Linked DNA regions of Bombyx mori: region 1 is linked to region 2. Evidence: chromatin contacts called from public Hi-C data. All regions are on one chromosome and are shown on one strand. The core of a region is the stretch at or near the end of the contact, and the rest is flanking DNA. Distances in the headings are between cores, read along the strand shown.

Region 1 (6,846 bases), core at 3,357-5,856, 130 kb before region 2:
TTTAAAGTGACCCACCTGTGCGTGGCCTACTTTTTAACGACTTAATATATATCGTAAGATAATATTAAGAAAATATGGTTTTATAACAAAAGTGAATAAGTATGTTGTATAATATTCTTTACTTGAACGAAGCGGAACAGCGATTATTAGTTTTAATGCAAATATAATTTCAACTGAAAGGCGAGCAAAGTTCCATGTCTAAATTAACATAATTTGAAATTCAAAACCGTATGAAATACTTCATTGCGGAGAGCACGCCACTGAAAAGAGGCATATTTAATTCTTTTAGGAGCACTTAGTGAGGAACGAGTAGCGAAAAAATCCTTTAGGAATATCAAGCACGTTTCGACTTGACTTTAGAAAAAAAAAAAAGGAAAAAGTGAGGGCAAAAATAATAAATAGCGGTATAATGGCGATCTTCACGCGAAAGATTAGCTACAAAAGCCAGAGGCTTACCAGTATTTATAAGGAGTGTTAGCGGCACGCCACAGGGCGGATCTTGAAATGTTTCTCCCTCACAAAAGAAATTTTCTTATTAGACTTTTATTAAAATATTCCCATAAGACTAGCCTTTATATAAACATAATAAACATACAGTATACCAATTAATTTTCATTCGGAGTCGTACTAAATAGCCACACGCTTCATTAGTCAGGGGCCAATAGTTAGTGTAGGTAACATTCAATTTGGTCTACCAGTAGTTACTTTTGGTTTGTGGTAGCATCCGCGAACATTTAGACGGGATAACTGGTCGGTCCCAGAGCGGACTTCTGCTGCCACAACTTCGCCATAACTCGTTTACTCTGGGCCACCTAATTTGCTTTCCGACTACGTACACCAGTCAACTTGTCAGTATAATTTATAGCGTCTTTGCGCAAAGTCGTAAATTCTTTTCACTTACATAAATTGTGATAATGTATTGTATTAAACAATCATTTTAAATACGCTTATCAAATCACATGTTACAACAATGTTAATAATACGTCTAATATCCAAAAAATTAAAAGTTTTTTATGACTATTATTATTATCTTGAGATGATTCTGTCATTATAGTTTGGTTACTATTTTTAAATCACAAACGCAAAACCTTGTGAAAACAAATCTGCTTTATATCTGGAAATCAACAAATTATATTCATACAAATAAAGTATTAAATCTCTTAGAGGGCGGTATCCGGATAGGTAATGAATACAAAGTGCGGGCCTCGTGGTTAGCACTGTTGTAAATTAAGGAGGGCGAGGTGCTTCTCCGCGAATTGGAAACCACTGCCTCGCGAAGGCAATACCGACTCCCCGGCGAATCGTTGCGGATAAACCCTTGATTACCTCAAGAAGATCCAACAAACATATTTTGCAAATACAGACTACAGATGTATTGATATTTCATTTTACCGGTAAATCTACAGAGCAACGTCATGTCACTGTTAGCTTAAGCTCACAACATTCTTTGTGAAAGAAAATATATATTTATATTAATTTAAAAGTGAAAGTTTTTACTTTTGTTAATGCTAACGTCTAAACGAATTTGGTGGATTAAGACATAGGATTATTTCTTGACCGAGCAACACCGGGTGAATCTGATGTATTGTAATACTATGTCTGATTTGAATCGATTGGTTGTTTGAGGACTCGAAAGTGACAAAAGAAAGTTTTTATCGCGTGAAATGTTAACATGTTTTATTATTTCTGAATTATAAATGTAACGCGGGTTAAACCGTGAGGCACGTCTAGTATCGTAATCACGTAAATTAAATCAAGAGCTAGATTTAAATGGTCAAATGCAAATACATAGTTGACATGCAACGTCCAATTTGCAATTATGTTTGCGGAAACATTCGAATCGATAGAGGTCATCGGCACAATAAGCATCATCCATGAGGTCGAACCCTCAGCAGGGTGTTTGCCACACATTATGACCCCTTCGTCCTCACCCTGCACTCAAGATTCCAGGAAAACATTGCAATGCCGTTTATTCTTTATTTTTACCTGGAGCCGGTTCGTAATTACGTATTGTTTTTATTTCAACTCTAACAATTGGGTTAAGAAATGGAATTGCGTCATGAAAAATTGCTTCGGAAGTAATAGAAGCATCTGAATAACAATTGAAATGCTAACGAAAAAGAGGTGTTTTAATTTAAAATGACAATCATTGTTTGCACGAAGTCCGTTTAAAAAAAAAACAATAAATCAAATTTTTTATTTGAAATAATGGCCAAATGAAATTGGTCATCTAAAAATTCGGTTAAATTTATGAAGAAAAGACGAGCCCGCTTAGCTATTTTTCCGTCGTCTTAGTAGAACATGCTCGTTTATTTTAGTTGAAATAAACGAATTTAACAAATCAGTTCAATCATTTACTCCAAAAATTTTTTGAATCAATGATATCCGTTATATCCGTCTATCTCATCATAGACATGAACGAAACTGATGGCCGTGAGCAGCTCATATTTCCAGAAAAGAACTTGAGATGTTTATCTTGAAACATTGCACGCTCAGATGTCTACATTGGCTGTGATACCACCCAGGATAGGAACTTGAAAATGAAACTTCTTTTCCAATTTTCTCTGAATGGCCATTACGATGAGAAATGTAAAGTAGATTCCCGGACGAAGTCGATATATGTGTTCGAAAAGAATGAAATTTCAAACTGAACTGGCTATGCACGCCATTGAAATTCTTTCAGGCGTCGAATTGACTTCAGGATGCACAGTTTCTGAAATTATCTGCGTGTATCAAGTCATTTCTATTCTAAAATTCCTATGACAACCGTACATAAGATTAAGATTCTCTTAAACCACTCGCGATTCCAGAGAAAATTTTAGCGACCCTTGTTACGGTGCATCCAATAAGTATATGAGATTAAAAATAGTAATCGAAAAACATTTCGTCATATAATAAAATGATGGACGTAAAGTAAGTAGCCTTATAAACTAAGCCCCGGTACGTTGTCTAGTAATGATAGGTAGGTAATCGGTAGGTATGATAGATAAATTGCGTCAACATATTATTATTGATTTATCTCATTCGTCGCTTATGATACAGCAACATAGTTCTTTGTTTTTTTTTATTGCTCTTGTAGGCAGACGAGCATACGGACCACCTGATGGTGAGTGGTTACCGTCGCCCATGGACCTCAGCAATGCCAAGCCACTACCTTTTTTTTATTATTGCTTAGATGGTAGGACGAGCTCACAGCCCACCTGGTGTTTAGTTACTGGAGCCCATAGACATCTACAAAGTAAATGCGCCACCCACCTTAAACCTACCTACCGATAATCTCAAGCTTTAGTAGTTTTATCATATTTAAATACGGTCTAACATAATATGATCGTCAACAGGTTACTTGAGTTGAGACGAAAGTCTGTAATTTCGCGGGGGCAGACCAAGTTGTAGACGGGACCCTCGGTTATTTGCGAGCCCACAAGTAACTTTAAACTGTTCAGACTAATATATAACATACCTCAGGGTTGTAGGCTTAACTGTTCCGGCGTTCCACCTGCACCCTCTACTATATCACGACTAAAGGTATCTACAATCAAAATCAGTGCTTAACTATAAGGATATAAAAATCACTTTAGGTATCGTTTATTATACAAAGGTTTATTATAAGCTGTATACAAAAAAGTGATTTGAAATTTTTGGAATGTTTCATTTATAGCATGAAAAGTAATAAGTACAAAACACCGATTTTGCCATTGAGACTCGACATGTCTCAAGATAGAGGGTATTGAAAAAAATAATGTTACCGAATTTTTTACCACATACCTATCTAATCATACACACTTGGATCAATACTAGACCAACAAAGTGATAATATTTTTGCTTCAAACTCTAAGGGAGGACGACAGATTCGACTTAAATGAATACACGGCTTTGATTGAACCCATGATGAACCCATGACTAGGTTCATTAAATTGAATAAAAATAGTTTATTTGAGAAATCATACAAAATTAATAAGCGAGGAATGAATCAAAAGAAAAAAAAGAGTAAACTCAAATATCTCACTGATAAACGAATTGTATGGAACGTTTACATTTAATTGTGTTTTCCTACAGACCACTGACCTCGTCCATATATGTACTTCTCTATTTAAGTACATCATATGCAAATTCACGAGATGTAATATATATTTTTTTCCCTACCTACGCTGATAGCCTTGAGGGGCTATTTCAGCTTCACCCTTACATGTAGGTGAGCTCACGGGGCTGAAACCGGAAGTGTTGCTAACACTGGCCCTAGCAAGAGCAGTGCTTCGCAGAATCTACCACCGGATCGGAAACGCGACCCAGTGAGAAGATCCAGCGAGAAACTCAGTGGGATGTGTCTATGGGTTAATTCGCTCGTCGAGCCCTTCGTCGTAAGCAATGGATTCGACGAGGACCGTGACCGGATAAAATATGATTATGTCAATTAACTATTGAGTTCTATATTAAAGATTTTAGTATGCGACCTTAATTCCATCTACACTCTGTATAGATGCAAAATATTACTCAAGTTAGGTAAGCAAACAATTTTTCAAATGCGCTATACGTATGTACGGTAGATGTTGTCGCGAATACCTCTCCTGTGTAATATTGGGAAAAACTTGTGGGGCGTCGGATAGTTGTGGGGGTCAAGTTAATGATATCGCCGCCATTTGCGGACGAGTCCTCGCTCTGAATAGCGCTCGGGCACGTTAATGGGCTCAGCTACGGCGCTCTGAATATTTTAAAGGACATTCGCCGAAATTACTACAAAAATAATGTCGCTTTGCTTGTACCGAATTACCCGAGAAACGGTTTAGACCGGCAATAAATATGCACGGAATCCTCTTCCTATTGCTTCTTGGAGATTGCTTTTTCCGGATTACACAGATTTCAGTGCAAGTGCAAAAAAAATCGGCCATTGCGTTAATTTGTCTTTAAAATAAATAAATATACTTTATACGCTGTGTTTAGGTATTGCCTTATTACAAAGTAGCGTCTACCAGAATTATTCATTTCTCATATTGAACGAGCACTTGTTGTATACGCTGTGTAGTCACAGTCAGCTTCACGTCTACTGACGGCTACACCGAATACTGAAGGGTTTTAAATAATATATGAGATTCAGTGATACGAACCGACGGATACGGCCATATCGCGGCAGCCGACTGAATATTGGCCGCGCTCAACCCGCGCATTCGCCCGCGCTCGCGCTGTTCTGCAGACAGCAAACCTACGTGCCCCGCATAATGCACTGCCCTCTGCAAAATTCACAGCTACGAACTCCCGAGCCAAGATAAATTACTAACTCTATCTTTTTTACTTTAATTCGTGAAAACTGCTATACAACTTCTTGTTGGCAGTCGAATAGGTGTATTATTTATATATATATATATGTATGTATTTTATTTATTTATCGCATAGATGGGTGGACGATCTCACAGCTCACGTGGTGTTAAGCGGTTACCGGAACCCATAGACATATACCTAAATTTCGCTACCCACCCTGAGATATGAGTTCTAAGGCCTCAGCATAGTTAAAACGGCTGCTCCACCCTTCAAACCGAAACGCATTACTGCTTCACGGCAGAAATAGGCAGGGTGGTGATACCTACCCGTGCGGACTCACAAGAGGTCCTACCACCAGTAATTACGCAAATTATAATTTTAAGGGTGTGATTTTTATTACACGACGTATTAAGTTCTAACATGTGAATTCATTGGTTAGATTAAAAAATATGATGCACGGAGCCTTAATTGTATTAATTTACTGGTAATAAACTAAGTATAAATATAAACAATACAAATTAAAAATTTCACGTAATTTAGCCGATATGAAGAGCCCGTTGAGTTTCTTGTTGAATTTTATTAACGGGTCCTGAGTCCTGATTTCGAACCGGGAGGAGATGAATTCACGAAGCAGCTATCTCGAGCTGTCAGATTCCTTTAGAATCGCTCAAGCAACTATTAGTAAATCCCAACTCTCTTCCTGGTGTCCTGACAAATCTGGATAGGTATTCGAGCCAGGACCTATACTTTCACACCTTAGAAATATAACAACTAAAACCAAAAACCCAAAATATTGAATTAAGTTTTAGGATTCCCTGTGCTATTGGAACCCAATACCGATATAAATATCTTCTTATATACGTTGAAACGTATACATATATATAGATAATAAACACCCAGACAAAAAGCAAGCAAACCAGTTCATCACATGAATGTTTGCCCGATGTGGGAATTCACCCAGTGACTCTCGGCGCAATAGTTAAGGGCGCTAAGTACTGCACCACAAAGTCGAGATTGTATGCATATTTTTCTGTGCATTGATCAACCTTTTAATGAATAACCTACCTAAACGCTCTGTGGCTGGTATACCTACAGCTAATTAACAGTCGCGTACTGTTAATAGATTATATAAAACTATCGATCCATAATTATTCGGCTCATTAATTTTAATTTAGTTGCATTCGAAAGAACGCTGCCCACCCGATGGCCAATGGTTAATAGTTAATGCCACCCGTAGACAGCACTAATGCCAGGAATATTCATTCCTAGGACGCTACTTATCCTAAAGTATTCCTTGAACCTTGAGGAGGGGCATGGCAAGCGCTGAATGAAAATCAACACGCAAGCATAGCTCGTGAGTTCAGTACCCAAAAAAAGAATCAATTAAATTCATCAGGACATACATCCTTAATACGAACAAATGAACGATTTGAATGATTTTTGCAAATATTTTTGATTATAGTATTTCTAGGAAAACTTTAACAAAACGATTTGTTCTGAAATTTAAATAAGTGCATAAGCTTAGACCGCCTCATGCGTCCTATAAATACGTATACATTTTACAAACAAATTCTTAGAAACAACAAATCAGCT
Region 2 (7,011 bases), core at 1,502-4,001:
TAAATACTAATAAATGCTCCGTATGTTTTCAGTTACTGGACACCCTCCCGGTGTGCCAAGATTTTAATCGGCAAGGATGTTCAAGACCTACCTGCAGATTCGTTCATATTCGCGAAGGTGAGCTATCAACAACATTCTTCGTACAACGCGATTTATGTCGAAACGATTGGCTGTTTATGAACAAATCGAAAGCATGAAACGATTAAAACGAAATTTAAAAAAAATATATAATATATTATATAATACGACCGTTTGCGGTCAATAAATTATAAAATTATTTAACCGTACTATCCTTATCCAATACCTGTATGCATGATTTGATGTTGTAACATAGATTTAGATTTCACTAATACGAATATATACTTAGATGTTTTTAGTGTTGTTTCTCAATATATTGTTGTGATTGTAGATCAATCGAATTAGTTTCGATTTGATGTCTCTTCTATTCTGTATTTTTCTCTTTCCTGTATTTTCATAATTGTAGTTGTCAAATGTAGTCTGCAACCTTACGGTACGTGTATTTTCGTGTAGGCAACACACAGTAATGTTCTATTATAGTTTGAACATTGATTTATCTATTCATTAATAGTATTGATCGAACTCGATGCGTATAAGAATTGTGTATGACTCGTTTATCTCGATTTTCGTGTCCTATTAATTTATTTATTTATTTTTCATTCATCTAAATCCATAGTTGAGGTACATGAGATGCGACAAAATTGGGTAATAGATTAGCGATGTGTGTTGTGCTGTGTAAAGCTGGGCTCATGTTACTGAACGGGCACTTTAATTGGTATCTGTTGTTGTGTTGCGCTGTGTGACGCGTATTTCGAATAAGTTAAATGTGTGTCTCAGCTGTGTGAATTTTTTTATATATCCCGCAGAACTGTTGGGATATTATAGCAGATTATAGAATCTTACTCGTTTCCTTTCCAACGAATGAATGATTATCGATCGGTGCGTGCATTTAGTGTTATATCAGTATAATATTTAATATCGCCGTACCACTGTGACTCAACTAGTTAAATGTCGCGGCTGCTACGTATATAAACTAGTACCACAGACATCTTAGTGCAAGTACAACGCAACACAACAATAAGATGGAGAGGAGTCGCGACGCAGCCCGCCACAGTGATGTGAACCTAGCTTTAGTCGGAGAGTAAGTGTGTTGTGTGCACGTTGCAGGGTGCGGGCTGCAGGTGGTGGGGTGCCGCGTGGTGGTGTGTCGCGATGCCGCCGCCGGCACGTGCCGCCGCGCCGCCTGCCGCTACTACCACATCCCCGTTCAATTGCCACCGGCTCTGCGTCCCCCTTAACCCTCCACCCACGACCCTGCACCCTCATCCTTCGCCTTCCACCTCTTTAACCCCCCAACCCCCCTCACCTCAATCCTCGTCCTTTGACATCGTCGCCCGCGCCCTGCGTAATCCATATCGATCGCGCCTCTGGCACACTCAGGAAGGGCAGGTTCGGCCGGATGTTGCTGTCGCTTCCGCGGCAGAGGTGGTGATATTTTAGTGAAAATCGGTTAGTGTAGAAAGGGGCAGCCGAGTCGCGGACGCTGCGGCGACCGCGGCTCGCTCCCGCGCAGGATGAGCGTAAGTCTTCGGGAAAGAGTGTGTACATAAGTAGCGGGATATGATTCTCAGGCACGGTCATGCGATTGTGATATGAATAGATTTCGGGAAGCCGGAGCCGTATGGAATTAATTTGTCGAAATCGTCGAGCAGTAGTTAGTGAGGTTTCAAATATTTTATGACTAATGTATAATTTTTTTTAAGAAACGATATGAGTTCCTGTAATAGCCGGGACCTGGTCGCCCGGGTACTTTGTTGTGTATAAGTGACGCGTGTGGCCGGTGATGACAGGAGACGACCAGACGGACGGCTCTCGACTCCTCGGTCAGTGTCTGATGCCTAAATCACCCCAGTCCCTGTAAGAGCATTTTTTTTGTGAGATTTACTTTACATTTTTTTTACGTATGTTATATAATTACGTTTTTCTAGAGGACAAGTTTACACTAGTTTAGAATTTAAGTGAATCAGTAACGGAACACCAATAGAGTAGCCGCTTCTCTCCTCCGGCGCGGAGAGGTTCGACGCCGGAGCACAAGTCACAAGCGACGAGGTCGGCACGCGCGCAATTCTGTACAGTACCGAACGCCGTCGGCCTGTATTCCATAACTATTGTATATCCCACGATCTCGTGCCGTTACTGTACAGTGCGTCACGGCGTCGTCCGGTCGTGACGGCTGTGACGCACGCCGCGCCCGCCGCCTCGCGTTCCGTTCGCACTTAGCGTCACACTCGTAGAGTGATATATAGTAAACATGAATTCGTAATACAATGAAAGAAGTTATCGGACAATATTGAAAAACGAATAAGGCAAACTTCCAAGCTATTTTAGTATGTAGAAAGTCGGCTTTTATTCCGGATAGATTTTGCTAGAGAATCGTTTTGTTTCTAAAATAAATAAAAATAAAAATCAATAATCTGCATCTATAATATCGATATGCACAAATCGTTACCGACGATAATCGGGTCCGGTGTCGACTCGTTGCGTATAATAAATAGCTGTGTTATTATTTTCGACATAAACAGTATTAAGGTTTTGATGAAATTTATCTGGTGGTACGTACGTTAGAGGTGGTATGCGGATAGAGAGAGGCGGAGTGCGCGCACTGGCTCGGCTTCGGTCCTTAACAGCCCGTCGCCGAGTGCAAGTGATGGGAAATCGTCGGTCGCGTCCGATTCGTACCGCGCACGCACTCCGAGGGCATGGAAGCCTAATGCCTAATATTATTCCTAGTCCATATCCTTTTGTTGATCAGTCATGCGATTAATGTTAGAAATAAAATATTAATAATTTGATTTATTCCTCCCATTTAGTGGATATTTTGATAATGATATATTAATAATGAAATATTTAAGATACATAATACATATTTGATTCTAAATCCTGATAAAGTGACACTACGTTAGTAATTTAGTCGGAGGGATACTTGTGCCGTGATTATATTTTTAGGTATATATTATGAAATAATTCCTAGCGTCGGAATTAAAGAAGTGACTAATGTGTAAGCGTGTTATGTATATTTATTGTCGTAAACGTAAGTGGAATGCCATATCGATAAAAGGTGAATATCGGATGCGGAGTCAAACTCGTGAGTAGCGTTTGTTTATGTTGGTTGGTTGGTTGTTGTTGTATCAGTCCCGTGCTAGTGGCTAAGGTGAACAGTTCGCTTTTATCAATACGGCACTATGGCTCTATGTATAAGTTGGCATAAATATATTTTTTTTTAATATTTTTTTTTTGTTGAAATTTATCGTTTCTTTGAATATTATTTGTTGCCTATAATTTTACAATCAAAATTTTATGATCTGACGCATTTATTGTAAGACAATCGATTACTTTTATAATTAATTAATTAGTGTGATAATAATAATTATGGTATGAAATTGCCGTTATGAAAAGATGAACATCGAAAGTATCCTTCCTTGTTTAGAAGGGACTGTCTGGCCCAAGGTTTCTAGTGGATTTTATATTTTTCTTTTGTTGTATTTTTAATGTTGCGTGTGTCTTACACATAATATATTTCATTTTTGTGATATTTTTAACTATAAAGTACTGTTATTATAAATCCAAATGGAATAATGATGACCTAATTTAATATTCAAGAATTTATTTGTAAATCACAAAAAAAAATATGTAAAACTGTAAATATATTGACAAAAAAAATAATAATGAACTGCAACACAATAATAATTTACTATTATAATATAATATCTCTCATCAAATACATTGTAAGTTGTTTGAGTACTTTAATGACGGTATTGTAACGTGTAGTGTATGTACCTACTGTCTACTTAAATGTAAACCGGTCCAGTGAACAAATTATGAATAATAATATTGTGAAGGTTTTTTTATTCACGAACAACCACAGATTGAGAAAAAAAAAAAAACATGACATTGTAATTATTATTTATGAAATTACTATGTGATGTGATCTTCGGATCAATTTTGAGTACAGTATAGATAATAAACAACTGACTATGTAATGTGTCTTTTTATTTGTTGTATATTGGTCCTTTTGAAGTAAGTTGAAGGGTGAAAGTTAAGTGTTGGGTAAATATGAATTGGGTTTCGCCTGAATAAAACATATTTCAAATATATTAACATCGGATAGAAATCATTTGATAGTATCGACACATGTCTCGTGTGGGTGGCGATATTTACATTGTGTAGTCCATGGGCTCCAGTATCTACCAAAGAGCAGAACCGTGACCTCGTTCATGCGTGTATATGTATGCAATAAATAAATGGTTGCCTGTTGTACTGATTAGTTACTGGTGACCGTCTAGGCTAGGTACCACCACCCTGCCTATTTCTGTCGTGAAGCAGTAATGCATTTCGGTTTGAAGAGTAAGGCAGCCGTTGTACTTTAAAAACTGAGACCTTAGAACTCACGGTTCAAGGTAGGTGGCGGCATTAGCGTTGTTACACATCTATGAGCTCCGGTAATCACTTAACATCAGGTAGGCCGTGAGCTCGTCCACCCATTTAAGCAATAAAAAAATTTAGTAAAGCTCGTGATTCATCGTGCTCTGTCAAGATACCAGAAAGATACGGCCCACTAGATGTTAAAAGGATTCCTTAAGGTCATCCAACTCTGAAGTAAGCACTCTGCCTTTTTTAGGGTATGTTCCAAGGGGAGTGCTCTGAGGAATCGTTTGAGCACCCGTGAGCATGGCGCTTGCAACAACGCCGAAATATTTTTTTTTATTGCCCTTGTAGACAGACGAGCATACGGCCCACCTGATGGCGAGTGATTACCGTCGCCCATGGACTTCAGCAATGCCAGGAGCAGAGCCAAGCCGCTGCCTACCGCTAAACTCCAACTCCAATGGAACTCATCCAGATATTATTTTTGCTACGTACCATCCGGATTTGAAATGAAATTTCCTCAATAGAATTATCTAAATGTATATTATTAAATGACTATCGAAGCTCAGTGCTATTACTACGAAATACCTACCTTGGGCGGAGAGCGAAATTACAATTAAACAGTAACTGATGTTACAACATGTCTTAGAACAATTAGGAATTGTAAGAAGGCAATTAGTTGGAGCATTAGTTAAGATTACATCACGACAATACTAAAGTAGTAATAGTAACAATCTATTTTGATAAAACACGAGCATAGTCATCATATAAGATCATCTAGCCTCAACGTTCAACGGTAGGCAGTGGCTTGGCTCTGCCCGTCGCATTAATGACGTCCATGAGAGACGGTAACCACTCACCATCTGGTGGGCCGTGTGCTCGTCTACCTACAAGGGTAATAAAAGAAAACCGTGATCGTCATTTTAGAATATAGATTCTAGTGGTATGTCGCTCCGAATAATAGTTGAACTCTATTTCTCTAACGAGTGGTGCTATATTAATGTAATTTATAAAAAAACTAAGTACCTAACTGCCCTAGCCCAATGACCCAAACAGGTTCTTGGCCCCCGATACCAAGAGATACTATTCCTTGCGGTCCTGCGTTGTTTCCTACATTGGATAGCTTAAAGTTTCAGCAGGTCGTCCCTCGCCTGGTCTTTCCAACGGTAGTTAGGATACCTGACCGGCCGTCGACCATTTGATTGTTCGGTTATTTTATTTAATTTTCCTAAATATTTAATCAATCTATAAATCATTTATTCTAAAAATTAAAATACTAAAAAAATAAAATGCTTTATAAATTATAGGCAACTGTGCTCCAGATTTTTTTTAAGAATGGAAGAATATATAAGATATACCTACGTAATATTTATAGATCAAAAAGCTGTTATACAAGTAGTCATTCAAGTACCTACATGTACTGGTCCAAAAAAATCACAAGCAGATATGTTGATTTGACAATGGTGATTACAAATCTGCGTCATTTGTAGCCTTATTATCACTATAGTTTCTTAGACAAGACTATGGTAGTCCAAGAACACAGCGATATCACATCACCGCGGTATCCTTGAGATTAAATATAATAGTCGTTGACCGACTAGCTCATCACCCACCCTGATCTTATTTTTTTTTACCTTAGACATTACAACATAAATCGAGATAAGAGTTCGAAGCGAACTTTGTGTAGCGAGTAGCCACCATATAACATAAGATATTTGACAGAAGTCTGAAACTCGAAACCTTTCAAAATAAGCTTACATATATAAAAGTTCAAAACAACATTTGGACCCTTTATTCACGAAGCAGCTGCCCTTGAGTTGTTGAGTTACTTCCGGAGGTGTTCGGGCAACTGTTAGCAAATCTAATTCCTCCTGGCTGAGCCTTTTATTCGTCCACCTATCCTACTGAAACTGAAAAGGCTTCCAGGCTACCAGTAATCCTTCCTTTCAAGACATAGACATAATTAGAATTTTCATAGGCATAAATAGACATATTTATTAAAAATACTTGGTATGTACAAGCTTCAGAATTAAAGTCCCTATAGAGTAGCATCATAACCTATTCTACGAAAGGCTCAAACTGCCTTTCTGAAGTAATTCATTACAATTGTTCAATGATAGTCCTAATTTTATACAACAAAAGTAACGATATGCCGTTAGTCTAGTTAAACAAAGGCGCTAGAACGAGATTGACAATAGCCAATTCGCTCACCTTATTTCAAGCAATGAGTGCGAAAGAATGCAACCATGTTTCTAGGTCCGGTTTCTAGGTTCTATTCCGATAGAGGCACCCGTCACGCGCGGACGTGCTCATCGACCACTCGATCGCCCGGCCTTTGTTCGCCCGGCTTTTGTTAGCCCGGCCATTGTTCGCGCGGCCTGTGTTCGTGGTACATCTGCCGACTAAGTGCTCTTCCTGGAAGTTTTTATTTGTTTTGTTTCCTTTTGTTATTTCTGTGTTCGTGGTACATCTGCCGACAAACTGTCTTCCTGGAAGTGTTTAATTGTTTTGTTTCTTTTTGTTATTTCCATTTTGTTGTGATTTTTCTTTGTCCTGCAGTAATCGTGC

Evidence for each region. A called contact is a pair of places that touch in the nucleus more often than the background predicts.
Region 1: a contact with region 2 is called in a Hi-C map of midgut, with 2.7 times the contacts expected there. The contact joins two enhancer-like sites. A contact is called at or near these places in 3 of 7 Hi-C or Micro-C datasets (midgut, posterior silk gland and whole pupa).

The regions. Positions count from the first base shown.
Region 1 is chr4:6,978,746-6,985,591 of ASM3026992v2, reverse strand. The region is part of intron 2 of LOC101735337 (protein muscleblind); the gene reads left to right. Among protein-coding and RNA genes, the nearest start is that of LOC134198751, 88 kb to the left of the region's middle. Within about 2 kb of position 4,606, at least 5 of the 8 cell types and tissues checked have open chromatin away from gene starts, as enhancers often do.
Region 2 is chr4:6,847,986-6,854,996 of ASM3026992v2, reverse strand. LOC101735337 (protein muscleblind) reads left to right here. Exons shown (of 11, transcript XM_062668121.1): 10 at 1-117; 11 at 1,186-4,058. Among protein-coding and RNA genes, the nearest start is that of LOC101747130, 10 kb to the right of the region's middle. Within about 2 kb of position 2,751, at least 7 of the 8 cell types and tissues checked have open chromatin away from gene starts, as enhancers often do.